2 separate regions of the Pan troglodytes genome follow, and region 1 is linked to region 2. The links are chromatin contacts, called in public HiChIP or PLAC-seq maps. All regions are on one chromosome and are shown on one strand. The core of a region is the stretch at or near the end of the contact, and the rest is flanking DNA. Distances in the headings are between cores, read along the strand shown. Region 1 holds the start of MRPS22 (mitochondrial ribosomal protein S22). Region 2 holds the start of FOXL2 (forkhead box L2).

Evidence for each region. HiChIP or PLAC-seq counts read pairs in DNA pulled down with a chosen protein or histone mark.
Region 1: an H3K4me3 HiChIP or PLAC-seq map of stem cell-derived excitatory neurons shows a contact between it and region 2, with 4 times the contacts expected there. The contact joins the promoter of MRPS22 here to the promoter of FOXL2 in region 2. A contact is called at or near these places in 2 of 7 Hi-C or Micro-C datasets (blood and stem cell-derived neural progenitor cells), 1 of 1 datasets of contacts at active chromatin or transcription factors (stem cell-derived excitatory neurons) and 1 of 1 other capture datasets (stem cell-derived neural stem cells).

What each region holds. Positions count from the first base shown.
Region 1 is chr2:142,554,147-142,559,960 of NHGRI_mPanTro3-v2.0_pri, reverse strand. It overlaps MRPS22 (mitochondrial ribosomal protein S22), which reads right to left and starts at 3,443. Exons shown (of 8, transcript XM_016942051.4): 1 at 3,237-3,443; 2 at 391-557. The coding sequence starts at 3,408.
Region 2 is chr2:142,156,540-142,162,727 of NHGRI_mPanTro3-v2.0_pri, reverse strand. It overlaps FOXL2 (forkhead box L2), which reads left to right and starts at 3,804. Exons shown (of 1, transcript XM_526323.7): 1 at 3,804-6,188. The coding sequence starts at 4,213. The coding sequence ends at 5,343. FOXL2NB (FOXL2 neighbor) reads right to left here and starts at 3,673. Exons shown (of 3, transcript XM_001157420.7): 1 at 3,477-3,673; 2 at 1,303-1,422; 3 at 1-677. The coding sequence starts at 3,576. The coding sequence ends at 370.

The DNA of each region.
Region 1 (5,814 bases), core at 2,194-4,693, 400 kb before region 2:
GACACTGGTGCCTGGAAAACATGCTGTTTCCATGCAGGATCTCACAATCTCCCCAAAGCTTCAGCCCCAAGGCAGATCACAGTAGATGTTTCTCCAGGAAGGAAGCTGGAGCAGGCAGAAAAAAGGAGGGGTGCTCAGGCTGCCTTGAGAGGAGAGAGGATACTCTCTGAACACCCAGACCTGATCCATATGCCCTAGTCTGCTCAATTCCAGCCATGCTCCCTGCCCCTCTCTGGCAGCCTACTCACATTTCTTTTCTCAGTTCTATGCCTGGTATTACCTTTCACTAGTGCCTATGGAAGAATAGCTATAAGCATCTGGAGGGGCCTCTAGAAATGTGTTTAAACCCTTAAAGAAAGGTATTCTAACAATATTCCTGCATTCACGTACCTCTTCCAACTGTGCCTGAGTCATTAGCTTATAGGTTGGTGGCTTCAGTTCTTGTATAGCTGGCTTAAAAGTCTTCTGCAAGTTCAAGCCTGTCATTTTCGTGAGTATGCTTTGAACTTCCTCATCCATAAATGTAGGTTTCTTGGTCTCTGGGCTACCAGATTCTGCTAAAATGGACTTTAGTAAATAAGAAGCTGACAAAAATGACAAGCTAACAAGACCTCTATATAGAAAAGTCAGTTAACAATAAAAAGCATTAGCACAATGTCTACCTTGGCACTGCAAAATGCTAATACCTATGAGATGCATTCATTCATTTCTTCATTTAAGATTTACTGAGCATTCATTATGATGAGGAGATAGGCTCGGTCTCTGCCAAAAGGACAGACTACTAGAGGAAGTAACAGTAATAAAGTAATTAATGTAATAACTGTAATGGTTGCTGCCACTTACAGAGTTGTCTCCTACATGGCAGGTATAACACACATTTTCAGGAATGCTTATAACCACTCACAAAATAGGTACTGATAAACCCAATTTTATAAATGAGGATGCTGAAGCCTATCCAAAGACAACTAGCTATTAAGTGATAGAGTCAAAATTTAAACCAAGGTTTGTCTGGTTCTGGATCCTAGATGGTTTCCAATTTATCATAGCGCTCCTCGGTATAAGTGGGAGGTGTGGGGAGACATAATGTGAGAGGTATGGTATACAGGAGAGGTACGGGGCTTGGGTGATTGCAGAGGAAGAAACTAAGCATAGCCTGGACTAGGGATGGGCATGACAGGGTCAAAGAAAGCGTCCCAAGAGCCTCATCACAGCAGAGAAAAAAGGGAGGGAAAGTCTAGGCTAAGAGATTGCAGCTAGGAAAGAGGCTTGGTTCACTGGACATGATACTGAAGAGGCCGTGTGTTATCATGGAAGAGCCTTTGACATAAGCAGAGAATCAAATCTTAGCTCAGCCTGATGCAGTTTGCTTATTGCTTTGCCTAACTTCTACTTCCATTTCCATTAGCAAAAAAGAAAGAAAAAGCCATTTGTTCCTAGTCACCTCTTCTTCTCCTATAAATGTTGGTATCCCTACAGATTCTGAACGATGTCCTTTTCTCCCTTCTCAGATTCTTACTCGATGATTTCTCCTATCCTGCCATGACTTCAATTACCTTTATATGCCAGAAACTCTAAAATCTGAATCTCCTGCCAAGATCACCTTTCATCCAATTACTCAACCTCTCTCATGTACTTGAATACTGCCAAGTCAGAACCCATCCACCTTCCCTTGTCTCAAACCTGCATTTTCTGTTCCCTATCTCAGCATCATCCAGTAGGCCATACAGGCCAGAAATCTTACAGCCATTCCTAAATTCTCCCTGATCCTCCAGATCTAGCCAATAGCAGTAGTAATAACAACAACAGTAATCAAATAGCTGTAGTAATAATAACAGTAATTATAAGAGCTACCATTTATTAGCTATTTACTACATGCCAATACTGACTGAGCTAAGTACTTTACACATTCAGCCTATTTAATACTCACAACAACCCATGAGGTAAACACGAAGATTATCCCAATTTTACCAAAAAAAAAAAAGAAAAAAAAAAAAAAACACCACTGGCAGAGAACATACTGATTGTTTGCCTTCATAAATCTCATTTTAATCCTCCATTTCCCACTGCCACTACTCTAGTCAAGGCTATCCTCATCTCTTGCATCAGCCTCCCTTTCTCCATTCTGGCCCCACTACAGATCATTCTCCACCGAGCAACCAGAGTAATCTCTTTAAAATGTAATCAAGATTACTCCCAAGCTTAAAATTCACGAATGGCTTCCAACCTCATTTAGAAAAAAAGTTAAGGTGGTCTGCTTACTTACACTATGTCTGTCACTAAGTGATGTGCTCTATGAAGACCAGACCTTGTCTTATATTCATCTCTGGCACCCAGGGTTCCTCAGGGTATCCAGCACACAGCAAGTGCTCAGCACTACTCTCTCCTCAGTCTCACCCATTCACTCACCTTTAGTTACCATTTTTACTCCGATGTTCCTCACTTTATATTTAACTGCATACTGAACAGTTGACTCTTGCAGTCACCTCAAATTTAATGTGTCCCAAATAGGTTTAATTCCGCCTCCTTTCCCATCTCCTGATCTCATCTACTCCTGCACTACCCCCGCCCCCAAAATAACGGTTCCAACAATTAATTAATCTTCTTCATCTTGGTGTAAATGGGTCAACCCTCTATTCCAGTCAGAAACTTAAGAAACAATCTTAATTTGTCCCTTTAAACTCATACCCAAAGCCTTAATCAAGCCTTATCAATCCTATCTCCAAAATGGGTTCCCAAATATCTGTGCTCAGTCTCATTTCTGGACATCTGCTACTGTCCCTATGCTTGAGAAGCTTCTTGCTTTCTCCTTAGCATGGCTAACCAGATCTCAGCTTTAGTCATATTTGCCAGGAACCCTTCCCTGACCTTCCAATCCAGTTTGAGTGCCTCTCCCGTGTGCGTCCCCTATAACAACCCAGGTCACACTGCACTGCCAATTCCCCATGGACATGAGTTCCCACAGGGAAATTTCTGTGTCAGTCTTAGTTTGCTATATCCTACAGAGCTTAGCACAGTGCTCTGCAAGGAGCGGAACTCAGGCACTGTAGCTGAGTGAGTGAACGAATGAACAGATATGCAGGTGATGACAAACTCTACAGGTACAGAAGGAAGACAGCTGAATCTGAGGAAGCGCTAGGATACGTGTCGCGGGGGCTATCGCGTGGTTTTCGCCTGCCAGAAACAGGATCTACGTCTCCCAGAAGAACGCCCCAGCGAAAGTCCGGAAGGTCACTTACCGGCCTCGGAGCTGAACCGGCGGCGTGGCAGCCCCATCTCGAAAGAGCAAGGTAGCGGTTGGAGCAGGCCACTGTGCCAGGGCTGGATTCGAGCCCGGAAACGGACCCGTTCCACGCCCGGAGAACTCCTCAAGAGGCTCCACAGCAATACAGTTGTTCTGAGGGGCGCCATGATTCAGAGGCCACTTGCGCCGGAAGTGGTTGGGAGGGATTTCCGAGTCACGCCCAGTTCTTGCAGCACTCTGGGAAATGTAGTCTAGTTAAAGACGGAAAGGGCCGGAAGTCTTCCGGGCCCTCATAGATTGTTTCTTCTAAACTACTTATTCACAAGTAGACGGTGTTTATGTCCTTCCCTATGCATAAAGTTAAAACTTACACCTTTTTCCCTATATGCTCTTTTTCCTACCCGTTTCCATCGTTCTAAATAACAAATTTCCGGCCAGGCGCCTGTAATCCCAGCAGTTTGGGAGGCCAAGGCGGGCGGATCACCTGGGGTCAGGAGTTCGAGATCAGCCTGGCCAACATGGTGAAACCCCCGTCTCTACTAAAAATATAAAAATTAGCCAAGCATGGTGGCGGGCGCCTGTACCAGGAGAATCGCTTGAACCCAGGAGGCAAAGGTTGCATTGAGCCAAGATCGTGCCATTGCACTCCAGCCTGAGCAACAAAGCAAGACTCCATCTCAAATAAACAAACAAACAAACACTCTAGCCTGGGTGACAGAGTGAGACTCTGTCTCAAATAAATACATAATTTATGTATTCCACTTCCTGCCCAAACCTTCTCCCCCATCCTCAGGTTTAAATCCAACTACTTCTTAAATTTCTCCATCCATACTGCTCACATGCACCCTAAATCTAACTCCTGACTCCAAGCCCTGATTACCACCACCACCACTGCCACTGCCAATTCATACACCTGATTCTCTGTCTCAACACTTATTCCTTTCCTTTATAGCCCATTTTATAATCTGTTATTTTGCTCTTTATCTGCTTATTTCTGTTTCTCACCCCATGAAGACAGTGACTCTACATATTTTATTGCAATATCACCTAGCCTAGTACATCTACGTGCACAGCAAACTTTTGTTGAATAAATGAATGAATGATTAAATGATTCTTTACATTTTTTCCAACTATCCAGGATGTGCAGGTCTTATCCTTCTCTAGACTATAGATTGGTGCCTGTGCTAAGCACTTATCCCAAGGCCTGGCAAAACAGGCTGTTAGTAAACTCTTGTTTGACTTAGCTGGATGAATAGACTCACCTTCCAGCCTCACCTATTTTCCCCCAACTTAGCATTAATATTAACAGTGCTGTTTATGAACTCATTCCCTATTTGGGAGGGGAAGGGAGAGCACTAGGCTTGGTGCCTATTTAGGCAAGTCTGCTGCCCTGCACTTCCCAATGCTTACACCTACATGATAGCAGGTGTCAGAGACTAGTGGCAGGACGAATGCAGGTGTCTCCCAGCCCATGCCTTTTCTCTGAAAATGAACCCTCTACTTTCTTCCCATAGCTGAGAGAGCAGGCCTCAGTGGCTATGTTTTTCCTGTAAACATCCTCCTGGACACAGCTGATTGGACACTTAGTGCAGGATGAATGAATCCATTGGCTGCTGTATTAGCATTAGTTTCCTGTGGCTGCTATAACAAACTACCACAAATATTATGGTTTAAAATAACAAAAATGTATTCTTTCACAATTCCGCATGAGAAATCTGAAATCAATATTACTGAGCTGAAATCAAGGGAGCTCTGCTCCCCTTAGAGTCTATCTCTGGAGAAGAATCTGCCCCTTGTCTCTTCCAGTTTCTGATGACTGTAAACATTCCTTTGCTTGTGGCTGCATCATTTCAATCTCTGCCTCCATCTTCACATCAGCTTCTCTTCTTCTATTTGTGCCAAATCTTCCTCTGTTTTCTTCTTATAAGGATGTATGTGATTGCATAATCACTGACCCACCCTGATAATCCAACATAATCCCCATTTTAAAATCTTTAACTTAATCACATCTGCAAAGACCATGTTTCCATATAAGGTAACATCCACAAGTTCCATGGATTAGAGTGCAGTTATACTTGGGAGGAAGTATGGGGGCATTCTTCAGCCTACCCCAGATGACCAGGCACCAAGCAGATTTTTTCTCAATAATTCAAACTATGAGACATAGAATAGTCGACGGTGGAAGCTTGAAGTGAATAACTAAGTATTTAGGGTTTGGGCTGAAGCAGCCTTTTTCAGCAATGTGCTCACTGATGAGTGAGCAGGGAAAAGCCACTCTGCAGAGAGAGGCAGGAAAATGGAGCAGATCCTCAGAAGCAGAGATGGGAGAATATGTATGGAGAGAGATGGAGAAAGGTGGTGTCTTGGCCAGAGAGCTTCCCACTTTCCTTTCAGTGACCTCTTTTACTTGGGGTACAGTGAGTTTTACTGATATGGAGTAACGAAGATTCCTGGTTTAAGCTATAACCTCAGGCAGATGCCCACATCTTTCAGAGCCCCAGTACCTCACCTGCAAAATGGGCATAATGACAATACTTATCTTGCAGACTTTGAGAATAAAGTACTTTCAGGAT
Region 2 (6,188 bases), core at 2,555-5,054:
AATCAACAGGCTTCTCGGAGTCAGGCTTGTAAACCTGGAGCCCAGCGGTCCTTCTGCACCGTGAGATGCGAAAGTGAGCAGCGTGTGAAAAGCCTTAGGGTCTGCACATTGGCTTGACATGTTTTCCACCAACATGGGCAAAATCTGAATTAGTATGTGTAGCTGGTGAGTGTGAGAGAAGTAGGAGGGGAGGGAGAACTAGAGGGGATTTGGAGTTGACAGAGGGAGAAGGAGAGAGAAGTGGATGGAGTAACGTGACCTGAGTGGAGGGACACCGAGTCCCTGAGGTGTGGGTGCAAAGGGCCCTGTGAGGGGCCGGGAGGGAGTGAGTGCTGACAGTTGTTGAGGCGTGGAGTGTATGGGGATGTACTAATAGACACAGTGAAGCTTCCCTTTGCTAGCCAAGCACCGCAGAGGCCATCCCTCCAAGCAGAGGGTTGCAGCAAGCTCTATTCTCTCCGGCTCAGGAGCGGGAAGCCGGCGGGTGTTTCGGGGTCCCGCTACGAAAGGGGACAGCGGAACCTGGTTCAGGCAGCCGGCGGCGGCGCGGGACGAGCTGAGCGGTTCTAGCGAAGCGCTGCCTGCCTCAGAGCAGCCGCGACGCTCCCCTAGTAGAGCTGGGCCGCCGGAAGCCCGAGGCGCGGGCCGCTTCTGCCGCTGTTGCAGGATTCCCGGCCCTGGGGAGAAAAGCGTCTCTATCAGAGCCATGTAGATTGCTCGCGCCGGCTGTCGGGACCTCCGAGGCGCGGGGCCAGGCTGCGAGGAGGCGCGGGAGCTGAGACTGCGCTCAATCGGCGGTTCACTGGAACCGTATCCGCAGGCGGCGCTACGGTGGGACCACGGTCAGGAGGCGCCGGTGGCTGCTGAATTGCAGCTGCGGGACCCTGGAAAACTGGGGCAAAGAGGCAGTGAGTTCTGCCCAGCCCACCACCCTGGCCTTTGGAGGTGAGCGCCGCCCCAAGGTCACTAAGCCGGGGGCCCTGCGTCGCCCCAATGCCGCGGGGAGAAAAGGAACCGGCCCTGGCGTCCACAAAACCTAGGCACAGTATGCCCTGTTCAGAGAGGATCCCGACCTCGCCAGCAAGCAGCCTGCCTCCGAAGGTTGAGAAGTAAATCAAGGCGCCCCGCACCGTTTCCTGGAGCGCCCGGTTCACCCACCTCTGGCTGGGCCGGCAAGGAGAGGATTCTATTCTCACCCTAGGTTCCTCTATCTCCAGCCCGAAGCCCCTGGCTTTTCCGCAGAAGCCTGGAGGGGACCTGAAAGTAATCATTCTGCCAGGTTTCCCGCCCGCATTTTCTTGCCTGTTTTCTGAGCCTTCGAATGCCGGACAGCCATGTGAAGGCACATCTTGGGGAGACCGATTCCAGCCCTTCCCAGGGTGCACGCATCAGGCATCCTCTTCTTCACCAGGGCTGGGGATTCTGTTCCTCTACGGGACAGTCAGAAATCAGTATTTTCAGAGCAGAACTCCTTTCTATTCTGAAAATCCTTCAGAGGAACTCCTTCATTTGCCCCCAACCCCTACACACACACACACACGCACACGCACACACACACAGGCTCTTTAAAGGCTGAAAAGGGAGCCGAGTGTGGAATTCAGGGAAGTGATGACACACACAACAATGCTGTTACACCTGGCTGCTGCAGGGCTGAGCAGCGGAAATGCCTGTGAGAAGAAGAAAGAAAGACAGAGAGACGCAGAGAGCCAGCCTGGGTGGTCAAGAAAAAAAAAAGGAGAGAAAAGGAGAGAGGAGCCCCCACTAGGATGGGGCCAGACCCAGCTGTTTTTCCCCCTGCCCAGGCCCTGGCTGGGGGAGGATAGGCACTGAGGCCAATCTGCAGCAGCCCCAAACCGGACTCACCACTCCCACCCAAAGCCTGGGCAAGGATGGGGGTAAGGAAGAAGAAAAACATCTGCACTCCTGCTCAGAAAGCAGCAGCAGGGATTCTGCGGAAGTGCTGCTTCCCCCATGTCTGTTGGGTGCAGTGGGAGACTGCCCATAAAAAAACCAAGCTACTTTGGGGATAGCCTTGCTCCCTCTCATCCTTGTGACCAGGCAAGGGCTGCCCTGCTGACCTCTCTGGTGTCATCTTCAAGATGCTGAATTCCAAAGAGCCCTACCACCCTTGTCCTCCCTCCCTTTCATCTCAGAATGCAGATCAGAGGCCTGAGTGAGCAGCAGACAACACTTGTAGATGGCCTGTGGATGCTGGAACCACAGGCCACTGAAGGCTCCTTGGGCTTCAGGAGAACCCTCAGAGTCTAAACAGCCTGGGAGGAAGAGGCAGTGACAGGCATTGAGTCAGCCACTCCAGACATGCCAATCACTAACGCACAGCTATATGACATCCATTCAGTCCACGTTCCTCCATAAGGCGGCCTTGCCCCCCTCCTCAGCACCAAGGAGTTTGGGGCTTGAGGATTCAAAACACTGGCCATCTCTCTCATACTTTATGACTGCAGACTTTTTGTTTAGGCCAAGTTAAAAGGCACTGTTAAGGAGCACACTGTTAAAAGGCACACCTGATTTTCCCTGAAACAATCTCTGTACATGCTGAAATAATTGGATTCCCATCAGAATTCTGCTCAAGGTAGGTGACAACTAACTCCTGATTCTTTGGAGAAAGATCAGAACAAATGTCTCATCAGGAGAGAGATCTGAACAAGTCCCTCCCTCAGCCTGATGTTTGTCTTCCCAGTCTGTGGCAAAATACATACACTGGGAGGGAAAGAGGCATCGAAGAATTGTGAAAGAAAGGAAGAAAGGGGGGAAGGAAAGAAGTAAGAAAGGAGAAAAAGAGAAGATGCTATATCCACCAGCTACATTTACTCTAATACTTGATGAACATATTACATAACTATCAGTATAAGTGTGTTTTACCTCGTAAATACAAATCTCACACCTTGTACATGTGCATACCTGTGTTTCTGAGCAGCACACATGCACCTGGTATCTCACCCATCTCAAGGACAGCTCCTCTCCATGACTTCCATATGTGACCCCTGCGCACACACATACACAGTCCCGCAAAGTCCCGGGCAACAGCCCCGCCTGTGTTAGTGCAATAGCTGAGGGGCATCTACTTGGTGTTGTTAAAGCACACATCCAACTTTCACTCCAACCCCGTAGGATTAGTACACGGATTCCAAGGAGGAGCCTGGTTCCTAGATCCACTGGCAACGCAGGGAGAGGCAGAGGTGATTCAGGCGGCGCCCCTGACGACTATTTCCAGAGATCCTCTCCCCAGCCCCATTCCAGCCCAGTCACTCTGAGAGCGCGAGGGACAGGCCAGGCCGAGGCTTCTTCGTACAGTCACACCCGTTTCTGGGCTGACTTTCCCAAAGCCTCAGAGCAGCTCTCCCCACCCTACCCCGTCCGGCCCCTTCGCCGTCTCGCCCCTCCCCAGCCCCGAGCTAGAAGTTCAGCCTCAAGACGGCAGCAAACGGCAGAGCAAAGGAGTCGTTTTCTTTCACCTGAAAGCCGCGAGGAGGCTTGGAGCGCCTTTCCTCGCTGGGGCCCGAGCTTCCTGGGCTTTGGCCGGGTGCGGGCAGACCCCACCGGGGTCCTCGTCATCTCCCAGCCCAGCCCGCAGAGCGAGTACCGGCAGATTTCAAGGGCGCGTGAACCTGGCTGTCGGCTGGGCCCCCGAGGCTCGCTGGGCGGGGGCAGGCCGGTCCAGGCTGTGCGGGGCGTTTACAAAAAGTGACTTGGAGATGAACTCGCCCGTGCGCGGCTGGCCGCCCCGCTATAGGGGCGAAGGCGCCTGACGCAAGCGGAACTCGGTGGAGCCCATACGAATCAGAACAGAGCGAGGCTCCTGGCGCACTAGGGACTCCAGGAGGCAGCTCCGCCAGAGACGCGGGTCGTGCTTCGGGAAACCGGGGGGCGGGGGGAGGGGAAGAGCGCAGAAAAGAAAACCCACCAAGGCGGGGACTGGCCTGAGCGGGGAGGGGCGGCGAGGCCGGAGCCCCTCTCTGTTGGGCGGACTCCCCATGGCCAGAGGCTGAGCTCCACTCCCGCCGGCCGCTCCCTAGGAGAAGGAGAGGGGAGAGCAGCGACAGGCCTCCAGCAAGCAAGCGCGGGCGGCATCCGCAGTCTCCAGAAGTTTGAGACTCGGCCGTAAGCGGACTCGTGCGCCCCAACTCTTTGCCGCGCCAGCGCCTGGAGCGGAGAGCAGAGGCGGCCCGGCCGCGGCGCGCCGGCTTTGTCATGATGGCCAGCTACCCCGAGCCCGAGGACGCGGCAGGGGCCCTGCTGGCCCCAGAGACCGGTCGCACAGTCAAGGAGCCAGAAGGGCCGCCGCCGAGCCCAGGCAAGGGCGGTGGGGGTGGCGGCGGGACAGCCCCGGAGAAGCCGGACCCGGCGCAGAAGCCCCCGTACTCGTACGTGGCGCTCATCGCCATGGCGATCCGCGAGAGCGCGGAGAAGAGGCTCACGCTGTCCGGCATCTACCAGTACATCATCGCCAAGTTCCCGTTCTACGAGAAGAATAAGAAGGGCTGGCAAAATAGCATCCGCCACAACCTCAGCCTCAACGAGTGCTTCATCAAGGTGCCGCGCGAGGGCGGCGGCGAGCGCAAGGGCAACTACTGGACGCTGGACCCGGCCTGCGAAGACATGTTCGAGAAGGGCAACTACCGGCGCCGCCGCCGCATGAAGAGGCCCTTCCGGCCGCCGCCCGCGCACTTCCAGCCCGGCAAGGGGCTCTTCGGGGCCGGAGGCGCCGCAGGCGGGTGCGGCGTGGCGGGCGCCGCGGCCGACGGCTACGGCTACCTGGCGCCCCCCAAGTACCTGCAGTCTGGCTTCCTCAACAACTCGTGGCCGCTACCGCAGCCTCCCTCACCCATGCCCTATGCCTCCTGCCAGATGGCGGCGGCCGCAGCGGCTGCAGCAGCTGCGGCTGCAGCCGCGGGCCCCGGTAGCCCTGGCGCGGCCGCTGTGGTCAAGGGGCTGGCGGGCCCGGCCGCCTCGTACGGGCCGTACACACGCGTGCAGAGCATGGCGCTGCCCCCCGGCGTAGTGAACTCGTACAACGGCCTGGGAGGCCCGCCGGCCGCACCCCCGCCTCCGCCGCACCCCCACCCGCATCCGCACGCACACCATCTGCACGCGGCCGCCGCACCGCCGCCTGCCCCACCGCACCACGGGGCCGCCGCGCCGCCGCCGGGCCAGCTCAGCCCTGCCAGCCCAGCCACCGCCGCGCCCCCGGCGCCCGCGCCCACCAGTGCGCCGGGCCTGCAGTTCGCTTGTGCCCGGCAGCCCGAGCTCGCCATGATGCATTGCTCTTACTGGGACCACGACAGCAAGACCGGCGCGCTGCATTCGCGCCTCGATCTCTGAGAGCCCACCGCATGCCGGTGCAGACGGATGCGAGGATGCAGGGACGCGCGACGCCGGCCCCGGTCGCAGCCGACGACGCCGCCGCCAGCCTGACCTCACACCCTCTGGGCCCGCCTCTGGAGCCAGCGCCCAGGGTCCCTCTGTGCTTTTTCGCTTTCCTAAGCTCCTGTCGCTCCTCTTTGTCCCCTCAGTTTATGTCCTCCAGTGCTCACCTCCCTGACCTCTGTGACCTTGCACTCCCCTGGCCTGAAGCTGCCTCTCTGCGCGCTTTCTACTGGGCTCGTCTCTTTCCGGAGCCCCAGCGTCTCCTGCCCAGATTCACCGCGGAAAGGGCCCGGGGCCGAGGTGCGACCGGGCGTCGGCAGCGCAGACCTCTTGGCCTTCTCTCACAGGTCGGTGCGCTCGCTCTCCGCGTTCCCCGCCCGACTGCCGTGCAGTCCATGGCTAGACGCGCCGGACAGGACTGATGGCGGGACCGCGCTGCCCGAGAAAGGGACGGACCAATACGTGTGTTTGCTCCGCGAACCCTCTTGAAGCTGTTCAGAAGCCGCTTGCCGCGGGGCCCACTAGGCGGGGCGGGGGTTGGGATCCAGCGGGAGCCGGGGCAGCCTGGCTCCACGGCCTGTACTCGGTTTACACCGCGGGCCGGCGCGGAGGGAGGCTGCGTTTCCTCCGCTATCAGTCCCGTCGCTTCGGGCACCTCCGGGCCCCGGCTGCTGGCTAATGTTTTGTTTGAAAGATCGGTGGAACTTTTTAAGAGAGTATTTAAAAAAAAAAAAAAAAAGGAAAAAAAATTCACCGGGCAACCGGGGAAGTATTGTGGCCTTGGAGTTTGCTAAATCCAA